3 separate regions of the Sus scrofa genome follow, and all the other regions are linked to region 1. The links are chromatin contacts, called in public promoter capture Hi-C maps. All regions are on one chromosome and are shown on one strand. The core of a region is the stretch at or near the end of the contact, and the rest is flanking DNA. Distances in the headings are between cores, read along the strand shown. Region 1 holds the start of CALR (calreticulin). Region 2 holds the start of DNAJB1 (DnaJ heat shock protein family (Hsp40) member B1). Region 3 holds the start of PKN1 (serine/threonine-protein kinase N1).

Evidence for each region. Promoter capture Hi-C pulls out the DNA fragments that hold promoters and counts their contacts.
Region 2: a promoter capture Hi-C map of fetal liver shows a contact between it and region 1, with 4 times the contacts expected there. The contact joins the promoter of DNAJB1 here to the promoter of CALR in region 1. A contact is called at or near these places in 2 of 5 promoter capture datasets (fetal liver and liver) and 2 of 47 Hi-C or Micro-C datasets (heart right ventricle and liver).
Region 3: a contact with region 1 is called in a promoter capture Hi-C map of liver, with 7 times the contacts expected there. The contact joins the promoter of PKN1 here to the promoter of CALR in region 1. A contact is called at or near these places in 1 of 5 promoter capture datasets (liver) and 2 of 47 Hi-C or Micro-C datasets (heart right ventricle and liver).

Annotation. Positions count from the first base shown.
Region 1 is chr2:66,099,641-66,104,605 of Sscrofa11.1, forward strand. It overlaps CALR (calreticulin), which reads right to left and starts at 2,434. Exons shown (of 9, transcript NM_001174133.1): 1 at 2,281-2,434; 2 at 1,813-1,914; 3 at 1,425-1,628; 4 at 903-997; 5 at 604-813; 6 at 407-520; 7 at 180-323. The coding sequence starts at 2,371.
Region 2 is chr2:64,759,312-64,764,276 of Sscrofa11.1, forward strand. It overlaps DNAJB1 (DnaJ heat shock protein family (Hsp40) member B1), which reads left to right and starts at 2,361. Exons shown (of 3, transcript NM_001244430.1): 1 at 2,361-2,695; 2 at 3,905-4,482; 3 at 4,780-4,965. The coding sequence starts at 2,485.
Region 3 is chr2:64,822,291-64,827,255 of Sscrofa11.1, forward strand. PKN1 (serine/threonine-protein kinase N1) reads right to left here and starts at 2,662. Exons shown (of 22, transcript XM_005661233.3): 1 at 2,435-2,662. The coding sequence starts at 2,455.

The DNA of each region.
Region 1 (4,965 bases), core at 1,184-3,683:
CTAGAAATATTTAAAAATACCAGGCATATAAGTACATTAAAGCAGGTGCTGGAAAAAAAGACAGACCAAAAATTTCCCCTCCAAAAGCACTACTTTGCAGCCAGGCCTCCCTTTACTCATGGGTTGACCCTCAGCACTTGGTGTCCCCTAGGGATCCTCCTCTTCCCTCCCAGTCTCACCTGCCAGAGATCCAGGCCCAGCACAGCAAAGTTTTCATAGGCATAGATGTTGCTATCAGGGGAGTACTCAGGGTTGTCTATTTCTGGGTGGATCCAAGTGCCCTTGTAATCGGGGTTGTCAATCTGCCTGGGCTTCCACTCACCCTGCAGAAGAAGGGAACTGGTGGGTGGGCAGAGATCAGTGCATTCCCCATGGTGCACTGCCCTGCTCAGAGTCCCAGGCTCACCTTGTACTCTGGGTTCTGTATCACTGGCGGTTCCCACTCTCCATCCATCTCTTCATCCCAGTCTTCGGGCTTCTTAGCATCAGGGTCAGGAATGTGTTCAGGCTTGTCCCAGTCCTGAAGGCACACAGGGAGATCAGAAGCGTCGCACTTGTCCTCCACACTCTTCACCTTGAGGGAAGCCCCACCCAAGCACCAACCTCAGGTTTGGAGTCTGTAGGGTCATCAATTTTGGCTCGCTCGTCCCAGTCTTCAGGCTTCACAGCATCAGGATCCTTTATCTTCTTAGGCGGCAAGAAGTCCCAATCGTCCTCCAAGGAGCCTGACTCCACCTGACTGTTGTCAATCTTCACCTCATAAGTATTATCGGGCCGCACAATCAGTGTGTACAGGTGTGTGAATTCATCATCCTGAAGAGAGTAGGAGATGAGCGGCCCCACCCACCAGGCTGGCCTCTGAGCCTCCCCTGACAGCCATTTGTTACCACCCCCAGATGCACCTTGCAACGGATATCCTTATTGATGAGCACGTTCTTGCCCTTGTAGTTGAAGATGACATGAACTTTCTTGGTGCCAGGGCCACAGATGTCCGGGCCTTGGTGAGAAGTAGGTCCGGTTAGAGTTAGAGGCTCCCCACCACTGAGCCCCGCCCCCACCCCTTTTCAAAAAGAAAACTTGGTTCTTAAACGCAGGTCTGCAAAGCTCAAAACAGAATTCAGACTTTATCTCTAAGGGACTAAGAATAAAGAGTCAAAGGAGAGAAATTAAGTGCTCAGAGAACTTGTAGAATTGGAAAATAGCTACATAAACATCACACAGACTATCAGCCTTAAACCAAAAACAAAGCAGAAAGTTGTTAACTGTAACTATTCCCTCAGCTTCCCTTCCAAAGAAAAACTTAAGCATGTAAGGGTTTTCTGTGCTCTCAAGACTACTTTTCATGGGCTATATATAAGGAACACACGGGGTTTCAGGCTCCGTCTAACTAACCAGAGGTCAGGATCAGGGTGGGGCCCCCTCACCAAACATGATGTTGTATTCGGAGTCTCCATGCATGTCTGTCTGGTCCAAACCATCTGGAAACAGCTTCACGTATCCACCCCCACAGTCGATGTTCTGTTCGTGTTTCACCGTGAACTGCACTACCAGCGTCTGACCCTTGTTGCTGAAGGGCTCAAATCTGGCCGACAGAGCGTAAAACCGGGCATCCTGGCTTGTCTGTAGCCCTAGCAAGGGACGATAGTGAGGTCACGGCTCAGCCCAATCCCCGGAGTACCCTTATGTGGGAAATAGAGACGACTGCCCCTTCCTCCCCCTGCTCTGTTCCTAGGGGTACCCAAGCTGTGTGATGATTAGGAGCTTCCTCCAGGAAGTCCTCCTGGATCTGAGAACCCATCCCTAGGTTCTTACCTTTATCTTTCTCCTGGTCACCGTAGAATTTGCCGGAACTGAGAACGAATCTGCCAAAATCCGGTTTGTGTTTGGATTCAATCCAGCGATCAGTCCACCCGTCTAGGGGACCAGAGGAGCAGGTCAGCGCGGCCTTGCTCATCACCCCCCAAAAAACATCTACCAAGACCCACAAGCTGCTAGGGTCAAATAAAGAGCTATTCTTCTCTCTGACTTCCCCTACCCCGGCCTCTAGTTTGACATCTCTAATGGCTTAAGAGAGCCTCGGGCGAGCCCTAACTCCGGCCGCAGAAGGCCGCTGCGCCCTCCACGCTCCTCAGGGACGGAGAAGGAAGGATCGCCTTGCGGCTTTAGTCCCTGAAGACTACCGTGTTGGCCCTCTGAGCAGTAATTACAGAAGACACGCAGATATGGGCTAGGTGGCCAGCCGCCTCGTTAGAGAGGCCTCGAGGCGGGACTAAAGCTTACCTCCGTCCAGAAATTGCTCCTTGAAGTAAATAGTGGGTTCAGCGGCGGCCAGGCCGACAAGGCCGAGCAGTAGTGGGACTGGGAGCAGCATGGCGGGCCGAGGGGGCGGCGGCGCGCGGGCCCCTTAAGTCACTCCTCCAGCAGCCGCTCTGCAGTACGGACGGACGCTACCGCCGGCCGCGAGCCTTTATACCGGGCCCGCTCTCAAACCAACCTGGTCCTGCCTCTTTGACCCTCCTCCCCCGCCGTATCATTGGTCTGTGGCTATAATCCTGCCTTTCCATTGGATCTTTGTCGGCTCAGCATGTTCGGCTGTGCCTCGGCACGCTGGGTTCCCAGATGGCCGATTTCTATTGGCCGCACCACTGGCCAATGAAGGTCGACCACGCGTTGTGGGGGACGCCCACCGGTGGAGTGGGGGCCTCCAGCCCCTCAGGCTAGGTCATGTGACCAGACCTCGGCCCAACCCCGCCCTAGCCCGCGAGCCTGTCTTCACAGCTGGGCGTTTAAAGAACGCGCGCGAGTGCAGGTGCCACTGCGCTGAGCTATGACCCTGTTCCAGCCTCGCCTCTGCTCATCCCCTCTATGGGGCTGGGTGGGCAAGGTTTTCCTAGCCTTTTTCTGTTGCGAATTTGGGGAGCCTCTCTAATTCAACCCTCTCTTTTTCTCTTCCTCTTTCTTTCTCTCCAGTCACCCCGCCCTGCCCAGGATGAGGCAGAGGTCACCGGGCCCTGGGGCTTCATTTCACCCTAGCGCCAGAGCCATGCAGCCTTGCGGGGATAGTGCGGGCTCTCTCCTCCATGTGGCTCCTAGTGTCCTGGCCGCTTTGTCAAGACTGCTGCTGTGTGAAATGGGTCAAGTCACCTAGCCTCTCTGAAGTCACAGGAGCTCCTGAAAGGCCAAGAGGAGCGACGCTGGCCAGCTGCTGCCTGGCAGAAGTGCTTTCAAAGATCTTAGGGACGTCCTGGGACAAAAGGAAGGAAGCCCAGATGGCTTGAAGATGTGACTACAGGCTGTGGCTCCGTAGGGTTGTTCCCTTTATTGGAGCCTCTCCAATATATACCCTCCACCCTTTCCTCAGCCGGTAGACTGAAAGGGGTCACTGTCTTGTGGTCTCCCACAAACGGCTCGCTTTTGCAATTAAACGGCTAAAGAGGAGGGGGCAGGGGGTTCAGTTGGGGAGGGAGTAAAAGGGACAGATGGTGGGGAAGATAAGGTCCAAGAGAGGTGGGCAGGACCCCTAAATCTGGAGCCTTCTTCTGAAGCCAGAGGCGCATGACAGTGACTGACACCAGCTCCCTGCCCCTAGGCTACAGGAAGGAGGAAGGAGAGCTGGGGGTTTCCCAAACTATGAGCAAATAGGCTCTGGACCTGGGAAGTGGGAGGGAACTTTGGAAGGAGGGTAGGTAGGGGTGCTTCCCCTCTAGTGGTGGGAACTCAGAAAAGGGAGGAATGAGGGATCTTGGAGAAGTTGTGGTTCTGCCCCTTCCCCAAGGCAGTATCCAGTAGGGGTGCCCAACCTGCACCCCTCCTGCCCCATCCCCCCCAGGACCCCAAAGGAACTTCCAGTGACTTGCTTTCCCTCCCTTTCACATGTGTCATGGACATGTGGTCTTGGTGCTTCCTGCCAGAAGGTAGACACTGTACCTGTTAACCTCACAATCCCCCTGCAGGTGTTCTGCAGCACCTGTCACAGAACAAACTTAAAACCTACTTTATGTGTGACAGAAGGAAGGAAAGAAGGGTTCTTGCTAGAATTAAACAAAAATGGGTAAAGCATTTTGAAGTTAGAAGGAGATTTTGAGAGAGTTCCCATTGTAGCCCAGTGGGTTAAGAACCCGATGCACTGTCTGTGAAGATGCAGGTTCATTCCCTGGCCTTGCTCAGTTGGTTAAGGATCTGGCATTGCCTCAAGCGGCAGTGAAGTTCACAGATGCAGCTGGGATCTGGGGTGGCTGTGGCTATGGTGTAGGCTGGCAGCTGCAACTCCTATTCCATCCCTAGCTGGAAATTTATACATGCCAGCTGTGGCAAAAAAAAAGAGAGAGAGAGAGAGACCTTGATGGGTACATTCTGAGTTTTTGTTAAGACTTTACTGAAAGTCCAGACAGGGGGATATCAGTAACCCCATTTTCCAGGCTCAAATAACAATTATGATGGCTAAATAAGTAAATGCATACTGCTTAAAATAGCACCTAACACACAATCCACACTCAAAAAAAATTTTTTTTTCTTTTTAGGGCCACATCTTCCGCGTTTGGAAGTTCCTAGGCTAGGGGCTGAATCGGAGCTGCAGCTGCCAGCCTACACCACAGCAAGACCAGATCTAAGCTTCATTTGTAAGCTACGCTACATCCTTAACCCACTGAGTGAGGCCAGGGATTGAACCCGCATCTTCATGGATATTAGTTGGCTTGTAACCTGCTGAGCCACAACGGGAACTCTCTGGTATTTTTATATTAAGTGTTGAAATAATAATTCGGACACTTTAGGTTCTGTAAAGTCTTCAAATTAATTTCACCCCTTTTGTTTTTAACATTGCTACAAGGAAGTGTAAGATTACATTTGCATCTCAAATTATATCTCTATAGGTGAGCACTGATCTATGCTACAAATTATTTCCCTGACATAGGTCTTCTCAAAGCATTGGGGCAAAGAGGGGGTGGAGAGGGCAGGCTCTGAGGT
Region 2 (4,965 bases), core at 1,111-3,610, 1.3 Mb before region 1:
GATGATTAGTCACCACTTTGACAGCACTTCCTCTAGGCCAGGCCTGTCTTGGGCACTTTACAAATGTTGACTCAATGTCAATTTCAAAGCCCTATGAGGCAGGTACAACTACAACTCCCATTGTACACATGAAGAGGCTAAGGCCCTGGAAGGCTCAGTCACCAGCCCAAGGGGTTTCACAGCCAGGAAGTGCTGTAACCAAGAATGAAAATCTGGCTGTCTGGCTGCAGAGCCAGTGTCACACTGCCTGGATCTCCCAAGCAGTTCTTCCAGGAACCTCTCCCCTTCACAGGCCACCACCACCTATCCCTTCTTCCCTATTCCCTTCTCAGGCTGTACTCCTTTCAGAGCCTCCTTTCCCTATCAGCCTTGTCCTTGACCACAGACTTTCCCCAGACTCTGAAAGCCAAAAGGGATCATGTTGCCTGCCGATGAGGAAGCAGAGGCTCTGAGAGGTGTATGCCACACCCATGTCTCCCCGAAATCATAAAGGTAGTGGGGAGAGAAAAAGAAGCAGGTGCATTAAAAATAGCCAGGAATAGGAGTTCCCATTGTGGCTCAGCAGTAACAAATCCGACTAGCATCCATGAGAATTCTGGTTCAACCCCTGGCCTCACTTAGTGGGTTAAGGACCAGGCATTGCCATGAGGTGTGGCACGTAGGTGACAGATATGGCACGGATCTGGTGTTGCTGCGGCTGTGTCAAGGCCTGCGGCTGCAGCTCCAATTCAAGCCCTAGCCTGGGAACTTCTATATGCCGCAGCTGTGGCCCTTAAAAAAAAAAAAAGCCAGAACTAGAAAGTTCCCATGTGGCACAGAAGTTAAGGATCCCAAGTTGCTGTAGCGCAGCACTGGTGGCAACGGGAGTGCAGTGTTTTTATGCTTTTTTTTTTTTTTTATCTTTTTAGGGCCACACCCTCGGCATATGGAGGTTCCCAGGCTAGGGGTCCAGTTGGAGCTACAGCTGCTGGCATGCACCACAGCTACAGCAACATCAGATCCAAGCCACCTCTGCAACCTACACCAAAGCTCACTGCAATGCCAAATCCTTAACTCATTAAGCAAGGCCAGGGATGGAATCCGCAACCTCATGGTTCCTAGTTACACGATGGGAACTCGTGGAGTGCAGGTTCAGTCCTTGGCCAGGGAACTTCTATATGCCGCCTGTGGCCAAACAAATAAAAAAACATAGCCGGGAATATTTAGGAAGAGTCAGACTGTTCTGACACTGAGACTCAGCACTGACAGAGGTCAGGCCCTGCTCTGATAGTGATCAAAGGCTGGGGGGGGGGTGACATTTAGCATGAAAACCAAGGAACAAGATAATTCCAAATTTCAGTGGGAGGTATTCTTGAGAAAATGGTAATAAAGCAAAAGGCTTGAGGGGTTAGACTGAGGAGACCTCTCCAGGGAGGTAAGCTTTGGTCCAGGGTCCTTGGCTCGCTTTACAGGGTCGGTATGGGTGAGGAGAGGGACAGTTCTGGGGCTCCCAACACTGAGGGTGAGTGGGGTTTTTTTTTTTGTTTTTGGTTTTTTTTTTTGCTTTTTGGGGCCCCACCCGCGGCACATGGCTCCACCCGATCAAATCCACAACCTCATGTCTCCCAGTCGGATGCGATTCCGCTGCGCCACGACCGGTAGGGGGGTATTTTTATTCCCGGATGGAAGCAGGTATCTGGGACAAGGAGCGATTAGGCAACTAGCCTTGAATCACCTGGCGTAAACTGATTCTCCCGCCCAGCGAGATGGGGGAAGGAAGCACCTCCTAGGGGAAGGGCGGGGCCTTTCGCAGCCCGGGGCCTTTCGCAGCCCCGCCCTACTCGAAGCACCGCATTTTTTTTTTTTTTTTTTTTTTTTTTTGTCTCCTCTAGGGCCGCACTGAGACATATGGAGATTTCCAGGCTAGGGGGTCCAATCGGAGCTGTAGCCGCCAGCCTGCGCCAGAGCCACAGCAACGCGGGATCCGAACCACGTCTGCGACCTACACCACAGCTCACGGAATCCCTGGATCCTTAACCCACTGAGCGAGGACAGGGATCCTAGTCAGATTCGTTAACCACTGAGCCAAGACTGGAACATCGAAGCACCCGCACTTTAACCTGTTGACCCAGGCAGGGGCGGAGTACGCGGCAGGCCCGGTCCCCGGAAGCACTGAAGCAAGGTCGCTATTGGTTCCCTCAGAGAGTGGGCGGGGCCTCAGACGCCCAGTGCCCGCGCTGCGGCGAAGCGTTGCCTAGGGCGGAGCGGGAAGGGGTGTGGCCACGCGCGGGCAGCCGTTGGCGGCGCGTCCCCGCCCCGGATGTCGCGCGTCGCAACCTGGGCAGCGACGATTGGTCGGAGCCGCGTGGGGGGCGGGGCGGAAGGTTCTGGAGGGGGCTGGCGGGCTCTGGAAGCTTCCGCCGGACGGGTATATAGAGTCCGGGACGGGGCGGTGGCGGAGCCGGGGTACGGCGACAGCTGGGCGGCAGGCCGCAGGCGGGGGCAATGGGCAAAGACTATTATCAGACGCTGGGCCTGGCCCGCGGTGCCTCGGACGAGGAGATCAAGAGAGCCTACCGCCGTCAAGCGCTGCGTTACCACCCGGACAAGAACAAGGAGCCCGGCGCCGAGGAGAAGTTCAAGGAGATCGCCGAGGCCTACGACGTGCTCAGCGACCCGCGCAAGCGCGAGATCTTCGACCGCTACGGGGAGGAAGGTGTGTGCGCGCGCGCAACTGGGGGTGCGCCACCGCTGTTTGACAGGCGGAGAGATCGAGGCACTGCGGTACCCCGGCGGCGTCCCCGGGGTAGCGCTAAGGGACCGGGGGACGAGCAGCCCCCGCCTTTTGGCCAAACAGGCCTCCGCCCTCGATTGGCGGCCTCCCGATGGGAGGAGGAGTCCTGGCCGCGCTGCTCGCCCAGAAGCTTCTAGTATGTCTGGGGCCGCCCGTCTCCGCCCACGTCCGCGATCCGTCGGTGGGGGAGAGGGTGCAGAAGGAGAGGGGGTAGAGTGCGCAGCCTTGATGATGGCGCTGCGGCCCCTCGGGCGCTGGGCTCACCTGGGCGAGGTGAGAGCCTCTGCCAGCCCAGGGTGCAGGGCGAGGCCTCTGGCTGAGCGCCGGGCGCAGGCTGCTTGCAGTGAGCTTGCAAATGAGAGTGCCAATTAGCGCCCAGCGACCTCCCGGGCGTCTTTGAGGGTGGAGTGAGGTAATCCCTGTAAAATGCTTACCTAGCCCCGTGCCAGACACGTAGTCGGTGGTCAAGGTGCAAGGAGCAGTAGGGCCCGCCTCTGCCCGGCCTCACCAGGATAGCTCTCTTGGGGAGGCGGGGGAGCGGGAGGAGAAGCTTTCTTGTTGTCCAGCTGCCTGTTGATGACTCAGATTGGTTTCTCGGTTTGGTCTTAAGAAAGAAATGACTTTTTATATATAAGAATGGTGGCACTTAGTGTCAGAGCGTGAGAATTTGAAATCTCCGATTGCTGTTTCACCTTCATTTCTACTCTCCCTACAGTCTCTAGCTCTAAAGTATTTCAGAGTAAACATTTGGTGAAAACTGACCCTGGATCACACCTTTTTCATTGGCTGTCTTGAGTTCTTTGTACTCCTTGTAACATTGTAGGAAAGATGGGTCACTCAAATGTGAAGACCTAGGTGGTGGCCCCAAGAGATGGCCATCTTAGAGCTCGAGCCCGTCTCCACTGTCAGGCCACAGTGAACTAACTACCTGTGGGTGATGGTGGTTCTGTTTTTGAGACTGCAAGTGGGAAGAAAAAGCTTGGAGTTCCTCCTTGCTCTTTCCTGACAGCCAAAAAAAGAAAAAAAAATTCTTCCTTGATGGCTCTCAACTCTTTTTTTCCCCTCAAGGAAAGCTCCTAGAGAGAAAAGGTCCTGGCCAGCCATCTGATTTCTTTTGCTTTTGCATTTCAGGCCTGAAGGGTGGTGGCCCAAGTGGTGGGAGCAGCGGTGCTAACGGGACCTCTTTCAGCTACACATTCCATGGAGACCCTCATGCCATGTTTGCTGAGTTCTTCGGTGGCCGAAATCCCTTTGACACCTTCTTTGGGCAGCGCAACGGGGAGGAAGGCATGGACATTGATGACCCGTTTTCTGGCTTCCCCATGGGCATGGGTGGCTTCACCACTGCAAACTTTGGCCGCTCCCGCCCTGCACAAGAACCCACCCGAAAGAAGCAAGATCCCCCCGTCACCCATGACCTTAGGGTTTCACTTGAAGAGATCTATAGCGGCTGTACCAAGAAAATGAAAATCTCTCATAAGCGGCTGAACCCCGATGGAAAGAGCATTCGCAACGAAGACAAAATCTTGACCATCGAAGTGAAGCGGGGGTGGAAAGAAGGGACCAAAATCACCTTCCCCAAGGAAGGAGACCAGACCTCCAACAACATTCCAGCCGACATTGTCTTTGTTTTAAAGGACAAGCCACACAATATTTTTAAGAGAGATGGCTCTGATGTCATTTACCCAGCCAGGATTACCCTTCGGGAGGTAAGGCACTAGGCAGGGCAGTGTCTGTGGAGGGAGAAGGCTGCCTTTGGAAGCAGTTCTGTATTTTGCTTAACAGATATTTCTGAGCACTTGGTGTATGCCAGGCTTGGGGCGTGCAGTAACAGTAAGACTCTCCAAGGCTCTGTTTTTCCAGAGCTTCTGTGCTGTACCTGGGTAGATTGGGGCAGGGTCAGCTGCAAAGGCCTGATGGCATTTATCCTCCACTAAATAGCCTCTGGGCAGGATGTGAGCTTTCTAAGCTTCTTGCAATCTAATGCTGTCCCTTTGCTTTCCAAGGCTTTGTGTGGCTGTACAGTGAACGTCCCCACTCTGGACGGCAGGACCATACCCGTTGTGTTCAAAGATGTCATCAGGCCTGGCATGCGGCGAAAAGTTCCTGGAGAAGGCCTCCCTCTTCCCAAAACACCTGAGAAACGCGGGGACCTCATTATTGAGTTTGAAGTAATCTTCCCTGAGAGGATT
Region 3 (4,965 bases), core at 1,412-3,911, 1.3 Mb before region 1:
CTTCTAGCCAAAAAATATCCCTCCCAGGATTCTACCGACCCCTCACATTATCCTGAGCAGCTGTCATAATTCTCCCCCACTTTATAGGTGAGGAAACTGGGGCTCAAGAGGTGACAGCTTCAGTTCTCAATGGAGGAAGGGATTTTACCACCACCACCCAACTTTTGGGGACATCTGGCAACATTCAGAGACATTTTTGGTTGGTTATCACAACTAGGGGTGCGACTGGCATCTACTGGGTTGAGCAGCAGAATGATGCTGCTCGGCATTCTACTGTACGCAAGACAGCCCCACCTCAAAGAATGATTCAGCCCCAAATGTCAATAGTATGGAGGCTTAGACAACCCTGGATTAAAGGACAAAAACTCACACCCTGAGCTGCTGAACATGACCAGGAAGGATGTCACAGTAGTCCCACTGGTAGACGTGCTGGCCTGGTCTATGTCTTTCCCCACGGTAAAAACACTCTTGGCCCCATTTTTCTGCTGGCAGAACCACGGCTCAGAGAGGAAGAGGCTCTGGGCCGAGGACATATCGTGAAAAAGTGACAGTTCTGCAGTTTAAACCCAGCTCACCTCATACGGTCCTCTACCAACCAGACCCCGCCTGCCACCCAGCCCCACCCTGTCCCCAGCAGGCAGAGCAGAGGTACAGCCAGGAGCAGGGCCAGCTCAGCTGGGGGAAGTCCAGGCCTAGAGGAGGAGCAGGCTCCCTCAACCCCACCTCCTTTGGCAGCTGAGGCCTGAGAATATGCAGAGCAGGGAGGGAGGGAAGCCCAGCCTCCTGGGTTCTCCTCCCTTAGGTGACTCACTCCTACCCAGGGCAGGGGTCACCTGAGGGCCAGCAAAATGAACCTATGAACCAGAAGTCTGGCCTGGCCTTGAAGAATCCCTGCTCCCCCAACTTCCAACATAAAGCAGGAGATCTCAGGTCCAGAGGGCCCACCTCCCAGAATTCCTCTCTTCCCAGAGTGGCCAGGGACCTAGACCCCATGTCCGGAGATTTCAATGCTTTGGGCGTTTCCGGAATCTGGACAGGACATCCGTTCGCCGGACACAGAACAGACAGGCACACACTGGGACAGACAGAGGGACAGATTGGCAGACCCAAGCAGCCACAAGAAAGGGATGATCAGGACGGGGGTGGGGGTGGGGGAGAGCAGGCAGGACATGGGAAAGGGGACCAGGGCACAGGTCCGGCCTCGTTCCAGGAATTATAGCTTCTGTCTGGGTCATGTCTGCTACACGCCAAGCGCATGCATGCGCCAGGGGATTCCTAAACAGCTCTCCCAGAGCTGAGGGGTAGAGGCAGGGACCCCGGCCCTCCCCAGCCCCAAGATCTGACCTTGTGTGATCTGCAACACCAGATACGCCCAGCTCCTCGGCAAGGCTGGCAGGCCATCAGCAGGACTGGGGTGGGGGCACAGGGGGTCATGGGGGGAGAGACACGGAGGGATATGGGGGCAGGTGCAGAAGGAGACGAGAACCCAGTTACACAGCAACCACAGGACGATGGAGGGATGTTGAGGCACTAATAGGAGCACCAGAGGTAGAAGACGTCTCAGATTTGGGTCACTGAACCAAAGAAGGTCAGAAGTCACCCTGGCCCTGATTGTTAAAGATGGAGAAGGTGAGTCCAGGGCTGTGATGTCCACAAGGTGGCACAAGGAGAAGCTGGCTGGGGCAGCAGGTTGGTGCTGGTCACCTGTGCCTCTGTGTCTGTATATTTGTGTGTTTGCAGGGGTGATCCAACCCTGCCACCCATGCTCAGGTCAGATTCCAGGTATAAGAAAATCCCCAGTCTGGACCTGGACATTCCCCACCTGGGATAAGGTTCCACCTGGCAGCCAGAAGGCTGGCTGGGTGAGTTCCCCATTCTGCGATCTAATGAGGCGACCCAGGCACTTCCGCCAACAGGTGCCAATCTGGGTGGCGTCGGGACCATCATAAAGCTCTGTCTGGAAGCTGGGGCCACTGGAGCTTTGTTGTGTAGGGGAGGGGAATGGGCCGGGCAGCCTCCTCCTCTCCAGGGGCACAATGCCAGACACCTGCCCAGGTGGAGCGGCACCTGTCTGGAACCGAACGCTGAGGAGGGAGAACAAGTGGCAGGGGGCACCAGGCACCAGGATGCACAGCCGGCCACAGACACCCGAAATGGAGCCTCTGCCGCGCCCCCTCTAATTCTCGGGGAAGGGAGGAGCTTGAGGATGCTGTGGGACCTCCCCGCTGCCCCCTCTGTGAGGACCTCCACCTGCGGAGGAGACTGTGGGAGCCCCACCGTGCCGGCCCAGGGAGAAAGCGCCCAGCGCTCGGGGGCGAGGTGAGGGGGAGGGAGGCCGCCCTTACTGCCCCATCCCGGGGGCCCCGGGAGCGTGCGGTCGGGGGTCCCTAGTGCCCGCTGGCCGCCAGGCGGCTGCGGTCGCAGGTGCGCCTACCTGCACAGCGTCGCTGGCCATGTCCACGCGCCACCCGCCAGGGGTCCCCGCGCGGAGGGAGGGGCGGTGAGAGGAGCGCGCGTGCGCCCCGCGCGGGGCGGGGAGGGGGCGGGCGCGGCGCGACCCCCCGGCGCACAGCCGGCTCAGGCCTGCTTTGCTCGGGCCCCGCCTGGCCAGGCCGCCGCGTCCGCGCGCCGCGCCCTCCGGCCCCAGCGGCCGCCGGGCCGGGTCACGTGACCGCGGAGGTCGGCGCCCGGGGAGGGGGCGGGGCCGAGGGGGTGCGGCTCCCGGCGGCCCCTGGGGCTGCGGGGTCCTGCCTGCCGGACACCTCCCCTCATCTGCCGAAAGTACTTTGTCTGCTTCCCCCGCTTTTTCCCCTTTCTGGATCCTCTCGCTGCCCACCGATCCCCCATTTGAGCGCGGGGGAAACCTAAGAAAAGAGTGAGCCACGTTAAAGCGGGGAGCGGTGGAGGCCTTTGGGCCTCTCTGGGCCTCTCAAAAAACAAAAACAATTTATCCCCCTCTGTGTTGCAAGTTCAGGCCTCTTGGACTGGACATTCAAGGGCATTGGAGCTTCCCCATAGGGCTGAAGACAAGATTTGGGCAGACCTAGCTCCGAATCCCAGTGCCCAGTGCCTTGGGGGAGTCCGAAAACCCTGAGAGCAACGTTTGTGAAACGGGAAGGATTTAGCTACCCATTCCTTAGATGTCGATAGCATTAAGACAGTACATGCCAAGTGCTGGGAGCACAGTAGGTGGTTAAGAAAGGTTAGCTGCTGTGATTTTAATATTTTGCCTTTGTTATGAAAAGAGAATTGAACCCTAACTCCGTCACTGACTTGTGGGCCCTCCGGCCGCTGAGCCTCACTTCTCCCTGTTGTAAAATGGGGACCAGCCTCTCTGGGGCTTCTGCATGCAGGTGGCTCTCCACAAAGCACATTCGAGCCCCAGCGGAGGCAGAGGGTGGAGACCGTTGAGGAGCTTCGCTAGGGTCTCCTGGAGTACCTGGAGCGTGCAGCTTGGCTTCTGGCCGACCCTGCACTCCCTTTCAGACCCGGTTGACGGAGCCAAGTCACGATCCCTGGGGCGCGGGGCGGGGAGCGCTCCCTGGCGGCGCCTCAGCATGGGTGTCCTCCTGGGACACGCAGGAGCACGGAGGGCTGCTGGTACCTTGGTTACTCGAAGCTGTGCTTGGTTCGCATTGTCCCAGAGATCCGGGCGCGATGTTTTCTCTTTCCCTTCTTACCTTGGGCGACTCTTTGAGACTGGGTGGTGGTAATGGTTAACAGAGGAGGAGGAGAAATTATACCAACTAGAATCCAACCACTTCTCACACTTACACCGTCTCTAAAGGTTCGGTCCTCATTGTTGTTCACCTGGACCAGTGCAGTCGCCTCCTCTCACACAGAGCCTCCCTCCGTCCCCATAAAGCCCTAGGACGCCTATGAATGCCTGAGTCAGGCCATGTCCCTCTTCTGCCTAGATCCCTCTTTGGCTCCCACCTTCCTCAGAGTAAAAGCGAAGTCCTACCTGCAGCCCACAAGGCCCTGCGCAATCTGCCCCCTTCAGCTCCCCCCTCTCTTCTCCCACCTCTACCTCTTGCTCACTCCCTCCAGCCACACCTGCTTCCTAGCAATTCCTCGAATTTTTAATCCACTAAATTAAAGAAACTTTCGAGCTAGTTCTTTTGCTCTTGATTTAAATATGAGGAAACTGAGGCTCAGAGAGAAGCCTCTCACTCCATTTATGAAGTCAGGATGTTTATGGTGCTTGCTTGTTTTCTTCTGATTCTCCAGCCCACCCGTTTTACAGATGGAGATGATGGGGCAAGCAAGGCTGAAAGTCAGCCCAGGAACTGGGCCACCTTATCCAGGGATGGGCCCTCTGCCGTCTGCCAGGTTCCAGGCTGCCTCCCTGGATGGAGTGGGGAACCCTGCCAAATTTTCACGCCAACCTTCCAGCATTCATTTACTCAGTGAATATTTATCGATGCCCGCTGGGGACTTTGGTGGCACTGGGAACAGAGTCACACTCTGGGCTTGGAACAGGGAGACCAAGGACTTATTGTATAATTTCAGTCAAATATGATAACTGCAACAACACCTCCCTACAGCTCCTCTGGCCTCTCTCCAGTTCTCTCTAGGGTCTTGGAAACCCTAAATCGCAGCCACTTCTCCCTGTTGGAAAACCTGTTCCTGGATCTCTGGAGCTTTTAGGAAAAACACCCACCCTTCACCTGGTCTACAAGGTGGTCCTGTCAGGCCTCTGCCCACCTGTCTCCACTCCTCTCACCCCCGTCTAGCAAAACTGTCCTTCTCTCTGTCCCTCAAATATTCTCACCTAACTTCCAGTCACAGAACCTTGCCACTTGCTCTTACCTGGTCTGTAATGCCTTCCCCTCACATCTCCCCAAGGCCGACCCCTTTGATCATTTAGGTCTCTATTTAAATGTCACATCCTCTGAGAAACCTTCCCAGAGTATCTCCATGCTCTGTCTTCTCTGGCCCATGGCTCTGTTTTATTTTAAACAT